2 separate regions of the Mus musculus genome follow, and region 1 is linked to region 2. Evidence: chromatin contacts called from public Hi-C data. All regions are on one chromosome and are shown on one strand. The core of a region is the stretch at or near the end of the contact, and the rest is flanking DNA. Distances in the headings are between cores, read along the strand shown.

Evidence for each region. A called contact is a pair of places that touch in the nucleus more often than the background predicts.
Region 1: a Hi-C map of bone marrow-derived macrophages shows a contact between it and region 2, with 5 times the contacts expected there. The contact joins two enhancer-like sites. A contact is called at or near these places in 1 of 39 promoter capture datasets (hippocampal neurons), 3 of 15 datasets of contacts at CTCF or cohesin (CD8 T cells, embryonic stem cells and pro-B cells), 100 of 484 Hi-C or Micro-C datasets (the 3T3-L1 cell line, 3T3-L1-derived adipocytes, the 4T1 cell line and 71 more), 9 of 115 datasets of contacts at active chromatin or transcription factors (astrocytes, bone marrow-derived dendritic cells, cardiomyocytes and 3 more) and 2 of 9 other capture datasets (embryonic stem cells and liver).

Annotation. Positions count from the first base shown.
Region 1 is chrX:101,766,701-101,773,788 of GRCm38.p6, reverse strand. It overlaps the pseudogene Tpt1-ps6. Among named protein-coding and RNA genes, the nearest start is that of Gm4779, 24 kb to the left of the region's middle. Within about 2 kb of position 3,553, at least 58 of the 459 cell types and tissues checked have an H3K27ac peak or open chromatin away from gene starts, as enhancers often do. A contact at or near this core is called in bone marrow-derived macrophages, where this site is marked.
Region 2 is chrX:101,677,878-101,684,698 of GRCm38.p6, reverse strand. It overlaps Ogt (O-linked N-acetylglucosamine (GlcNAc) transferase (UDP-N-acetylglucosamine:polypeptide-N-acetylglucosaminyl transferase)), which reads right to left. Exons shown (of 22, transcript NM_139144.4): 20 at 5,738-5,990; 21 at 5,352-5,475; 22 at 348-2,543. The coding sequence ends at 2,369. Among named protein-coding and RNA genes, the nearest start is that of Gm52429, 15 kb to the left of the region's middle. Within about 2 kb of position 1,883, at least 8 of the 459 cell types and tissues checked have an H3K27ac peak or open chromatin away from gene starts, as enhancers often do. A contact at or near this core is called in bone marrow-derived macrophages, where this site is marked.

The DNA.
Region 1 (7,088 bases), core at 2,304-4,803, 87 kb before region 2:
CAAGGTTAGTCCATTTAGAGACTTTCCCACAACATGGACTTTGATGGATTAGACTCTTGGTTTTTTTGTTGTTGTTTCTTTTTATTTTTTTATTAATCATTCCATTCATTTACATCTCAAATGACATCCCACTTCCTGGTTACCTCACACACACATTCCCCCCATCCCACAACTTCCCTCTCCTCCCTCCCTTTTGCCTCTATGAGGGTGCTCCCCTACCCACCCACCCTCTCCTGCCCCACCATTCCAGCATCCCCCTACACTGGGGCATCAAACCTCCATGGGACCAAGGGCTTCCCCTCACATTGATGTCAGGCGAGACCATTCTCTGCTACCTATGTATCTGGAGCCATGGATCCCTCCATGTACATACTCTGGTTGGTGGTTTAGTCTCTGAGCGCTCGGGGGAGGGGGGGGTCCAGCCAGCTGATGTTGTTCTTCCTATGGAGTTGCAGTCCCTCTCAGCTCCTCCAGTCCTTCTGCCAGCTCCCCACACCAGGGTCCCTGAGCTCCAAGCATCTGCATCTGCATTGGTCAGTTGCTGGTCCAACCTCCCAAGGAGGTTCCTGTCAGCAAGCACCTCTTGGCAATGGCAACAGTGTCGGGTTTGGTGTTAGAATCTTTGTTTTAATCTTGGCAAGTAGTATTGTCTTAATGCCTAGTTTTATAACCTGTTGTGCTAAGGTGTGGGGGCCTACTGATAGAAATAAGCCAGTTCATCTGTGTTAAGGGTACAGGTTTGTAACCTCAGCACTCCGGAGGAGAACAGGTTCCTAGCCAGACTGAGTTGCATAGTGAGACCCTAACACAACTCCCCAAAAAGAAAGAGACTGCTTAATGAGTACTGTGTCACCACTAAATAGCAAACTAAGTTCTAGTATCACAGTTGCATAACTGCAGTTAAAAATGCTAGAAGGAAGGATTTTGAATGTTTGCAAAACAATAAATGATATTATTCATTTCCTTGATTTTTATCATTATATATTGTTGTATGAATTATCAGTTTCCAGAGGCCAGTTGTGGTTGGCACATGCCTTTAACTCTGGGGGCGGAGGCAGGAGGATCTCTGTGAGGCCAGCTTGCTTTACATTTTGACTTCTTGGACGGCACAGCTACATAGTGTAACCCTGTCTCAAAAAAAAAAAAAAAAAAGAAGGAAAGAAAAGAAAAGAAGAGAAAAGAAAAGAAAAGAAAAGAAAAGAAAAGAAAAGAAAAGAAAAGAAAAGAAAAGAAAAGAGCCAGGCGTGGTGGTGCACGCCTTTAATCCCAGCACTTGGGAGGCAGAGGCAGGTGGATTTCTGAGTTTGAGGCCAGCCTGGTCTACAAAGTGAGTTCCAGGACAGCCAGGGCTATACAGAGAAACCTTGTCTCGAAAAAAAGAGAAAGAAAAAAGAAAAGAATGTCTTAAATTCATCTACACTTTAATACCATTTTGTTATTGTTTTGTCTGCGGTACTGGGGATTGAAAGCAAGACCTTGCACCTGTTAGACAAAAACTCCATTACTGAGTTGTCCCCAGCCAGCCTTGTAGTACTCTCCTGTGACCACCAGAGGGAAGTGTTGCTTAGACTGTTCCTTGGGAAATGAGAGGTTTTCAGTTCATCAAGCTAGAGTGGTTGGCTCTGAGGTGGGTTACTGGAACCAATTTAAAGGCGAGATGTGGTGGCATACGCCTTTAACTCCAGCACTTGGGAGGCAGAGGCAGGTGGATTTCTGAGTTCGAGGCCAGCCTGGTCTAAAAAGGGAGTTCCAGGACAGCCAGGGTTACACAGAGAAACCCTGTCTCAAAAAACCTAAATAAATAAGGCGAGAGTGGAAGGTGATGGTGGCAGTCATTGTTATGATGCTGCCTCTTGATTGCTCTTTTGACACTTCAAAACGCGAGCCTCCTACTTCCACTTCTCTTATGACAACTTTTTGTTCTCTCTATGCAGAAACTGAGTCTAGTGATTGCTGAGCCAGGGGTGAGGTCTCCTCAGACAGAGACAGCAGCAGGTGGATGTGTGGACTCATTTAGGGCTTTATTGTTTATGGGGAAACGAAGCTACAGGATTTTTTTTCTGGAATATAAGCTTCCAGACCAGTCCTACAGTTAGTCTTTCTGGCTTTTGCTGTCAGTGCTGTAGGTGAAGGCTCCAACTGATGTGCAAAGTTAACAGGGAAGGTAGGGAGAAAGTGTGATTACTTATTAATTCAGTTGATGAAATGAAAAGGACTTCTCTGGGACCATCCCCCTTTGCCTAAAGATAAATAGCATTTCCTGTTGTAATCGCCACTTCATTCTCTCACCCCATCTTTTAGAAATCGAGCTACTAAAAGCCAGGGCTGTACCCCAGTGGGTAGGGTGCTTGCTCAGTGCGCATGACAACCTCGTTTTGATCCCCAGTACAGAATAACCTGGAAATGGTGGTGCATCCCTATAATCTCAGCGCTCCGGAGGTACAGGCAGGGGAATCACAAGTTCATGGTCCTCTCCAGCTCTATAGTGAGTCTGAGACCAGTCTGGGATACGTGTGATACATGAGACTCTTTGCCCCTCCAAAAGGAAGAGGGCAGCAAAGGTTGCTCAGTGGGTAAGGGCCTTGGCCACACAAACCTGGTCACCTGAGTTCCATCACCAATACTTAAATGTGGAGAAGAGAACTGACCTCCATACACACCCTGTGAGCACACATATATACAATTAATATTTCTTTTGAAATAAAAGGAAATTGAGTTTCTGTAAGTCTGAGTTTCTGTAAGTCACCCCCCTTTAGAATGGGTAGTGAGTGGAGCACAAATAAAGAACCATTTTTCTCCATGACTCCTGTTGTAGAATCATGGAAGCATAAACTATTAGAGCTTAAAACACAGAGGGAATTGAATTGGCCAGCTTCTGAGTAGTGTGCAAACTTGGAGTGTACGAGCCAGAGGGACAGTTCATATCCAGACCACCAAACGGTTTCAGCTCCAGTGGAACAAACTCTGCTGCAAAGAAGCCACTTCACCCACTCACACTCAAGCCCTGTGCTGACCAACAGCAAAATTCGTGCTATCCACCAGCTGTCACCTGGTTTTCCCTAGGGACTGTTTGAGGTAAAGAAACAGCCACCTGCTTTACCCCCCCCCATGCCTCCCCTCCCCCATCCAGGACCTGTAGTATGCTGGGATACTTGTCTTATGCTATTCTAAAGTTCTTGGCAGTCCTAACAGATGATGGGGTGAGGGAAGTGACTACAGGATGAAGAATCAGGAAAGCTATTTCCTTTTTGACCTGCTGCAGCTCATTTCCCCTTTCAGAACCTTCGTTTCTGCATCTGTGAAAAGAGGAAGATGGCCTAAGGCGGTGGCTCTCAAGCTGGGGGCTGTGTACTTCCTGAAAATCTGTAGAGGTGTACGAGGTGATGCAGGAGTCTCCTGGGCAGTGCAGAGCCTTCATGGACATCTCACAGAGGTTCTTTTATGGTCAAAGTGTGTCTCCAAAACTAAGCTATGAAAGCTCTAGCTTCTAATGTGGAGACAGAGCTTTTAGAAAAGTAATTTACGAGGGCAGAGACCTGCTCCAAATATGACTGGCATAAGTAGAAATAGCAGGTTGCACTGAGTGGTACACAAGTGCAATCCCAGCACTTAGAAGGTGGCACCAAGAGGATCCAGGGTTCAAGAACAGTTTCTTGGGGTTGGGGGAAGGAGATAACCATCCATAATCCAAGAAGTGGGCCTTCACCAGGACCCAAATTTGCTTGATCATTGTCAGAAAATTAATGTCTGTTGTTTAAGTCACCCAGCCTGTGGTAATTTATTATGGCATCCCAACAAATTAATATACTCCCTGTAACTCAAAAAGATTCAGAGCTGTTGAGCCTGCTGGGCTCCAGAAATCACGGGCATCCACGTTTTACTGCAGTACAGCCCCAGATATTTTTCAGACTCCTTGAGCTTTTAGCTTTTCTCTTCCATCACTATGATCACACTGTGTATACAAATCTGTTTTCTTTCTTCTGCTCAGAATTGTGCAACATATTTAGTGTTGTGACTGTACCTTCTGGTACAGTCATGTGTTGCTTTGTGACCAGGATCCATTGTGAGGCATGTGTGATTAGGCAATTTGGACATTGTGCAATTATTAAAGCAAACACCTCCACAAACTAGGAGAGCTACAGCATCGTTAGGCATTGTACTCTAATGGGAACAGTGTCATACAGGAAGTCCATTGTTGACCAAAACACAGTTATGTAGCACGTGTCTGTACTTACATAACAGAATCTGATGCTACCATGTGCTAGCTGTATGCCAGCAAGTAAGCACATGTTTATGCCTTGTGTATAAAAATCAGGATAATTAATATGAAAATAAAAGAGCTGCCAAAGCAAACCTATGCTATATTAGCAATCCAGGAAGTGTCATAATACCTGACCTAATATACTATAGACAAGCTGGTGATATCGCTCGGTGGGAAGTGTTTGCCTAGAATGCAGGAAGACAGGGTTTGATCCCCAGTACTAAGTGAAGCAGGCATAGTGGCTCATACTTGTTTTTTTTTTTTTTTAAAGTGGATTTAAATGCACTTTATTTTTAGACAACCCACATGACATGGTTTTTTTCCTTAAAAAAACAATGCCACCACTCCAAATAAATCACGGTCAAAAAAAAAAAGCTCAAGATGACATCAGTCCCATTTGTCCTAAGTCCTGGTGTTGTATGGATGGTAAGCAGCAGCCAATTATGGTGACAGGTGATAGATCCAATTTGTTAACATTTCTCCATCTCTAAGCCATCCTTAAAGAAAATCATGAATGGAGTCACACCATCTTCACGGTAGTCCAGGAGAGCAACCATACCATCTGGATGGTTTCATGTTTTCACCAATAAAAAACTGGTAGTTCTTGAAATTAGCAAGGATGTGCTTAATCTGCTCTGCAGCTCCAGTCATAAAAGGCTTTACTCTTTCTGGGTTCTGCTCTTCAAGTTTGCCTTTGAGTGATTTCATGTAGTCTTTGATGTACTTTTTGTAGGCCTCTTTTGTGAAGCTGGTTTCTTGTAAGTGATGGTTCATGACAATGTCAACACCGGTGACTACTGTACTTTCAATACCTTCGCCCTCCGGACCTTCAGCGGAAGCATTTCCACCGATGAGCGAGTCATCGATGGCACCCTCTGTTCTACTGACCATCTTGCCCTCCACCTCCAGGCACAGCCCGTCCGCGATCTCCCGGATCTTGTAGATGTCGGAGAACAGCTCGTCATGGCTGATGAGGTCCCGGTAGACGATCATGGTGACAGTTGGGGACTGCGGCGCTAGCCTGACAGTGCGGAAGCGTGGCTCATACTTGTTATCCAGCACTCAGTGAGTAGAGACAGAAGGATCAGAAGTTCAAGGGCATCCTCAGCTACATTGTATATTGGAGGCCAGTAAGGGATGCATCAAGCAGATCCTATTTTTAAAAGTGTGTGTGTGTGTGTGTGCGCGTGTGCGAGCGCATACATGCACTCTACAGGGCCTGGTGTGGTGACACACACCTATAATCCCAGCACTTGGGAGTGGAGGCAGAAGGATCGATTCAGGGCCAGCTTCAGTTACCTAGTGAGTTTGTAGCCAGCCTGGGCTATTTGATACATTGACATGCTTCTGCACCGCATAAGAAACAACAAAATAAACAGCCTACAAATAGAGGAAAAATATTTTCCAGATACTTACCTGGAAGACAATTTATATCATTATTATTAAGACTAATAATTTTTTTAAAGCCAGTTCTGATGGCGCAAGCCTGTAATCCCAGCTACATAGGGGGCTAAGCAGGAAAATTGGTCAGTATACACATGAAAAATGTTTGTAACCCTGCCGTTGGGGAAGTTCAAATCAAAGCTGCAGGCAGCATGGCATGGGGATACAGACAGTTGGTAGAGCTCTTGTCTGGCACGCTTGAGTCCCTGGGTTCAAAATCTAAAACCAAAACAAAAGTACACTGAACTGGGTTAATGGCCCACACCTGTAATCTCCAGACATGGAGGCTGAGACAGCAGGAGGGGTTTTTTTTTTCTTATGTACAGAAGGAAGTGGGTAAAGGACAGAAAAGTCGAAGGGAAAATGCTAGAGCAGGAGAAAAGGATAGAAACAGGAAAAGGGTGGGGAAGGAAGCCAACAGTAAGTGAAGTGAATGTGATTCGGTTGTCAGGCTTGGAGGTGGGTTCCTTTAACTTGCTGAGCAATTTTGCTGGCCTAAAAAAATAATAATAGAAAAAAATCGTGGTGACGCATGTCTTAATCCCAGCACTCAAGGGGTGGAGGCAAGAGAATCATTTGAAGTACAAGGCCGTTTGAAGTACGTAGCAAATAGACCCTTTTTCAAAACCACAAAAAGAAAAAAAGACGTGAGCAGGCATTAAGTAGGTCGAGAAGTCATAGAGACCATGCTTTGAAGTTAAAGGAAAGATGAGTCAACCATAGAATATTTTCCTGAGTGGAGAGCTGAGGATGAAGGAGCTCTGAGTGTATTCAGCACTGCAGAGAAGAAGATGGTGGGAAAAGTACCCAAGACAAAAGATGAATGGTCTCTGAAGCAAGCCTGGAGCAGGAACTGGGGGTAGGAGCTGGGGTGACAGTCATTGAGAAAGGGAAAAGATGACTCCTTGGCCACAGCAGGAGGCTCAGGAGAGAGGCAGATGGCTTCTCTGATAATAAAGGTGACCTATAGGAGGAAACTACTTTTTCTCCTACAAATTTGCAAGGCATGGCAGAAGGGGGCTCTCCAGGCCTCCTGGAGAGCATGCAGAGAAAGGCATGTAGGAATGCCAGGTGACCCAGAGCACCTTGACAAAGCTGGCCTGGGATACTGACTTGGCAGAGACGGGGTGGAGACAAGATGGTCTGGGGGAACAAGGATGGCTTGAACTGAAACAGAGGACAGGGTGAATTTGGTGGACTGAAGAGAAGTGAATGAACTAGCTGGGGTTAAGCTCAGAAAAGAGGGTTTCCACATACAAAATCTTGAAATTGAAACTATGGTTGAGTAGAGGTGGTACCACCCTGGAGTCAATTAAAGGTGTATGGTGAAAGACAGTCAAAATGGAAGTTACTGAAAAAGTTAGGAAGCAGTTAGGTTTCCTAT
Region 2 (6,821 bases), core at 634-3,133:
CCCTTTTATGTTTCTGAAAAAGCTGGAAGCCAAAGTTGTGGCTGAGTTTGTACACAATAGAAAACAGTTCTGTCTGCAAATACCTAAAAAAAAACCAAGTCCATATAAAGAATGTACTACATAGGCTGGAGTTCCAGCTCCATATTAATATACTTGCTGGATATGCATAATCCTCAGAATGGGACTCTGTTTCTCCTTAGTGGATTATTTACCACCTCCAACCCTCCCATCACAAAGAAAATAATGTTAATTCCTAGTATCAACTTAAGGAAACACTTCTGGTTGGACTGTTTTGAGCAATTCAAGAATAGGTTTCAATATAATGAGACAAACTACACCAAGCCATGTTAAGGGGAAATCATCCATTTTATTGTTTAAAGATCGCAAGACAACATCTGAATTTCTGGAGCACAATTTTAAATGCTTTACTTTTTCAATAAAGCAGAGTATAATAGGAAAAAAAAAACAAATCAGTTTCCAGTAATATCTATTACTCTATTCAGAATTAGGTCTTCCACAGATAGGTTACCTGGAAATAAAAGCCTGTTACAATAAGCAAAGCTTTAACCGCAGTGGCTACTTTTTGTGTCGGAAAAAAAGTTCATCCCTATAGGAGGAATGATGTGCTATGTAAATGGCCACAGATCTCAGCCTCAGCGGCACTCCAAGTCTATTATCCAATCCCACATTTAGTAGTTCAGTGAATTCTGAAAATCAGTTTACCTGTAACCATGCTGGCAATCTTTTAACTGATATTTATTCAGTTAAAAAATAAATTAGGAAATCTCTTAACTGATGTTCCTTGATTTACATTACTAAAGTTACACAGTTCACACAATGCAATTCTGCTATCAGAATTACATGAGACTTCTTGCTTAGGTTTTAATTAGCAGTAAGAATCACAAATTCAAGTTCTTAATTATCAATAATTTGTCAGCTAAGGTACATTCAGGCAATAGCTGCAACTACAGAATAGGTGCACTGCCTAGGTGCTTTGGAAAGACTTAATCTACAGCACTACTAACAGACAAGACTTATCTGTGAGTGGAGAGTCTAAGTGCAGTAGAGCAGTATAAACATACTCATATATTTAAGCCTCAAGCCCTCCACCCTTTACGGAAATGCAACTGTTTTCTACCATGAAGAACTCAAGCTCCGCGAGGGCCAATGTTTAATTTGTAGTCCAAACCAAGTGGTGGTACAATTCCCTACCAAGGCCGAATCCATAGAGTTTGAAGCTAAGTCCAGACATTCTAACACAGTCTAAAAATAAAATAACTGCCTGTATAGAGATGCTTCTTCAGAGCGGTGAACACCATTTAAGGTACTGGAGAGAACTGTAATTTACTAACCAAACATTTGAATACTTATATACTTACCTGGGATTTCATTTCTGCTGAAAGAAATGGGAAGAACAGGACTCACTTTAAAAAAAAAACAAACTTTAGAAAGGAAGGTAAAAATCTTATCACACTATTACTTTTGGAAGCAGCATAGGAGGGGCAGTCAAGGGCTGAAACACTGGTGAAACAGGTAAAACTTAGGCAGAAAAAAACCCTATATTATTATCAATAACAGTACCACAACTGTGACCTTCATGATTAATATTCACTCCTAAGAATTTTCATTTGGCACCAGATGGCATGTTCGAGAGAAACACCCTGGGATGTCTGAAAGCAGACATGGGTTTGTTAGCAGTCACAGGAGAATTTAACGGGAGCTGGGGTGTGTAAAACAGGCTGAAAAGTCTTAAGTCATCATCTAAACAAAGCACTGACAGTGCCAAGCATTAGGTCAGACACTAAAATGACTGATATAGGCTCATGTGGTTTATAAAACCTATAAAAAGACTACACCAGCAAGGTCCCTGTCACCCTGTCAGAGTTCAGACACTAAAACAGGAAGCAACATTTTAGTTTAAAACCTCAGAAGAATCAAGATCACTTCACATGAGTAAAAATACCTGAAAGCAAACATTTTTAAAAGCTCCAAAACCCAAAATATAAAGAAAAAAAAAAGGATCAGAAGACTTGATCAATCCACGGCATCACAAAACGGCTGGTTAATCTCTATCTCCCCTCCACATTAAGCATCCCATGGAAGACCAAGGGAGACCAGACCTTCCAGACCTGTGCACCACCTGTTTGCTGCAAAACTCTAAGAGATTCCTTGTGGAATAGCATTTCTTCTTTCTTGTCTCTCCCTATCATGCAGGAAGTAAGTCTGAATGTGCTATTCTATTATCATTATATATCATCCGTCTGCAACACAGAACTACACAGATACACACAAAGCATGTTATCTAGTTCCCTTCCCCCAGAAGGTTGAGGCTCAGGTATAGGGCAATTCTCCTGTGCGCAGTCTTTATTCAGGCTGACTCGGTGACTTCAACAGGCTTAATCATGTGGTCAGGTTTGTTGCCAGCTGCATAATGCTCCCACATCTGCAGATAAAGTCGCTCTAATTCCATTGTGTATTGTTTGGTGTTGAACAGAGGGCTAGATATTCTCTGTTTCCAGACTTTGCCACGAATTTTCTTCAGGCTAGGTGGTAAAAACAAAGAGAACCAAATTTACAAATCAGAAAACTCAGCACCAGACCGAATAAACACTTAGTCACTTCTGTGGCAAAATATGACCAAAGTTATACTTTTTCCAATTAGCCTGTCAACTTAACACAAACTAAAGTCATCTGGGAAGAGGGAGCCTCAAGTGAAAAACTACGTCCATCAAACTTGTCTGTGGGCATGTCTGTGGGACACTTTCTTGATTAATGAGGAATGACCCAGGCCAGTGTGGGCAGTGACAGCTCTAGGCAGGAGCTCCTTTGTTGTATTTTCTGCTTCAGTTCTTGCTTCCAGGTTCTTGCCTTGGCATGCCTTCATGGTGGGCTGTGATATGGATACCTAAGCCAAATAAAACCTTTCCTCTCCAAGTTTATTTTGGTCATGAGGCTTGTCACAGAATCAGCAATTTATTGAAAGATGGCTGTCCATCAATTGGACTCGACTCAACCATATTCATATTGTTTCCTTTCAAAGAAAAAAGACCCTATGAGCTCTATTTGTGTACTTGGGCGTGTATGCATGTGTTTGTATGTGCACATAGAGCCCAGACCCAGATTATGGGTCACCATGCCCAGTCTAGAAATTCTTAAAATTCATTGAACACTTAATTAAGATTTGTAGACTTGTTTTTATCTTTTTATTATCTATTTTTTTTTTTTAGTTGAGACAAGGGTTCAATATTCTATAGTCTAGGCTTGCCTAAAACTTAAGGCAATCCTCCTGCCTCAGTCTCCCAAGTGCTGGGATTACAAGTATGTGCCACCAAGTCTGGCCCCATATATATATGTGTGTGTGTGTGTGTGTGTGTGTGTGTGTGTGTGTGGGTGGATGGATAGATTACCTCAAATATAAGTATTGGGCTGGTGAGATGGCTCAGTGAGTAAGGGTGTTTGTTAGCCTTAAAACCTGAGCTCCATCCTAGGAAGGCAAGTGATGGGAGAAGCAACTCCTGAAAGCTGTCCTGACTTGATTGTTTTGGTGTCGTGACCTGTGCTTATGTATGCCTATACATACAAACCACTAAGGCTCACTCTGTGGTCAAATGTTCGCCATACCTTAAAAAGTAGTATTAAATTATAATTAATGATACTTGCTCTGAAGTGTTATATCCTTATATCTACAGCTTACTTTAAAATGTATCCCAAAAGTGGGTGGTTCATTGAGAACATGAACAGTAAAAAAAGGTATACTACACCAAATAAAATGATATATAATAGCATGATCTAAGTAGTGGATAGAATAGTGATTACTGTAAAATTGGAATTTTCATAACTAAATGTTGAGATAAAAATATTTTATGAAGCCAGGCACAGTGATTCACACCTTTAATCCCAGCACTTGGGAGACAGAGGCAGGTGGATCTCTGAGTTCGAGGCCAGCCTGGGCTCCAGAGTGAGTTCCAGGACAGCCAGGACTACACAGAGAAACCCTGTGTCAAAAAGAAAGAAAGAAAGAAAAGAAAGAAAAGAAAGAAAAGAAAGAAAAGAAAGAAAAGAAAGAAAAGAAAGAAAAGAAAGAAAAGAAAGAAAAGAAAGAAAAGAAAGAAAAGAAAGAAAAGAAAGAAAGAAAGGAAAGAAAGAAAGAAAGAAAGAAAGAAAGAAAGAAAGAAAAAGAAAGAAAAAGAAAGAAAAAGAAAGAAAAAGAAAGAAAGAAAGAAAGAAAGAAAGGGAAAAGGGAAAAGGGAAAAGGGAAAAGGGAAAAGGGAAAAGGGAAAAGGGAAAAGGGAAAAGGGAAAAGGGAAAAGGGAAAAGGGAAAAGGGAAAAGGGAAAGGGAAAGGGAAGGAAAGGAAGGAAAGGAAGGAAAGGAAGGAAAGGAAAGGAAAGGAAAGGAAAGGAAAGGAAAGGAAAGGAAAGGAAAGGAAAGGAAAGGAAAGGAAAGGAAAGGAAGAGAGAGAGAGAGAGAGAGAAAGAAAGAAAGAAAGAAAGAAAGAAAGAAAGAAAGAAAGAAAGAAAGAAAGAGAAAAAGAAAGAAAGGAAGAAAAGGAAAAAAGAAAAAAAAGAGAAAAAAAGCCAGTACTCAAGGGAAACCATAATTTTATCTTAGTATGGTGGCATAGTCATAATCCTCAAATCTGGGAAGCCAAAGTAAGGAAAAACAAGTTCAAGGCCAACCTGAGCTAGGTCCTTTGCATGTATAATATGGTTGTATAACCTGGTGTTCTTGTGAGACAACAGGAGTGGGGTGTCTCTCACTCTTTTGCCTGTTCTGGGTTCATGCCTAGTCTTACTGTGCCATGTTCACAGAGAAGCAAATCTGGGGAAGACAGGACAGGGGACACAAGGACTGGCAGGAATGGAGTGAGGAGAAATTGTGTTCTGGATATACTGTAGGATAAAAATATACAAAAAGGTTTGGTTTGGTTTTCCCAGAGAGGGTTTCTCTGTGTAATAAAGCCCTTAAATATCCTGAACGTGCTCTACAGACCATGCTGGCCTGAAACTCATAGAGATCCAACACACAAACACCATAAAACAAAAAGCCTATTTCACTGAATGGGCTGAAGCCCCAATTACCTTAGTATGATCCCTCTAATTCTCACTTATTTTTAGGCAACTAAGGTTTTTTGGTTTTGTTTTTTAATTATCCTCCTGTGAAGAAGTATTAGGATCAAACATCTGACACTTTGGAAAGTTATTAAAATTTCGTGAATATTCCCTAAGAGTTTAGATCATGTCCTCCCCCAGGGAGCATACAACAATTTATCTATTTTGTATTATTGTTAATTTATGGCTTCACTTTAGCTACAGACTCAGATATATAGTTTGTTCCTGGCAGTTTACTTACTATTCTAGATCGGTTCCCAGTTTCACAGCTATGTCTTCATATTCCTGTCTGCTTTTAGCAATGAGCTCGAGACATCCTAGACAAGTAAGCTGAGAAGCTGCAACTCGAGAGGCAAGAGTCTCTCCTAGAAAGTAAAAAGATAGTAATTGTACATCTTAGAACTGTAAGTCACATAGTCGTCATTGCTAATTGCATTTAAATATCCACACATTACAGATGGAGAGGATGGTGCCAAGTATTCAGGCTTGAATAAGTCCCATTTTCTATCACCCTGCCTTAATTACTTCTACTCCATACAAGTTAACCTTCAAATATCCCCTTTTGACTCAAAAGGAAAAATTTTAATGCATAAAAAAAAGAGTGTGATGATTTTATCAGCCACTAACCTGGCATAGTCACCATGGGTGTTCCTGCCCAGAGAACATCCATCCCTGTGGTGTGTCCATTACACAAAGGAGTATCCAGGCAGACATCAGCCAGCTGACCTCTCCTGACATGCTCCTCTTTAGGAGCCACAGGTGAGAAAATGATACGGTTCTGGGGAAGGCCCATATTTTGTGCATATTGTTGAATATTGGGTTCTCCTACTGCTGGAAAACGCAACAGCCAAAGCACGCTGTTAGGCACACGTTTCAGAATCTTTAAAAAAAAAAAAAAAGGAAAAAGAGAAGATTAATAGATTAATAGTACATCTGCCTTTCCCAAAATCATTCTACTTCACTTTACTCTTTCCATTGGAAAGTACACTTGGGGTCTTGTGATGTAGTCCTACCTATTGGCAGAGCTTGCCAAGAGCTCACAAAGTCCCTAAAACCACATGTTCTGGCACTGTGGCACGCACCAACAATCCTGGCAGAGCTCAATCAGGGCGTTCCTACATTCAAGGAGAACCTATCTCAAACAAGTAAAGAAACCTGCTTGGGACCTAGGTCTTTCCTTCAAACAGATGAATCAAATTATTCAAGTTTTTTTCTCTTAGCTGTCCCCAAAGTTATTTGAAGACAGAGAAAATAATATTAGAAGAAAGCCAATTTACTAACTGGTACAATTTGAGGCAACTATATGTGGCAATGGTCTTCATTAAAGATGGGAATTTGGGGTGTCTTTGCTTTGTTAATTTGCATGTTAAAAAATCTTTTGAAAATTCTGTGTGTGTGTGTGTGTGTGTGTGTGTGTGTGTGTGTGTGTATCATTTTCACCCTCCATTATTTACCCCTCCAATTTTTGCTGACTCCCCCTACCTTCATGTATATAGTTGTTGTTTTTGTGTGTTTACAATCCACTGAATTTAACTGGGCTTGCTTGCATTAAGAATGGAGAAGTGAGAGGCCCATTGGACACGCAAACTGTATATGCCCCAGTACAGGGGAACGCCAGGGCCAAAAAAACGGGAATGGGTGGGTAGGGAAGTGGGGGGGAGGGTATGGGGGACTTTTGGGATAGCATTGGAAATGTAATTGAGGAAAATAT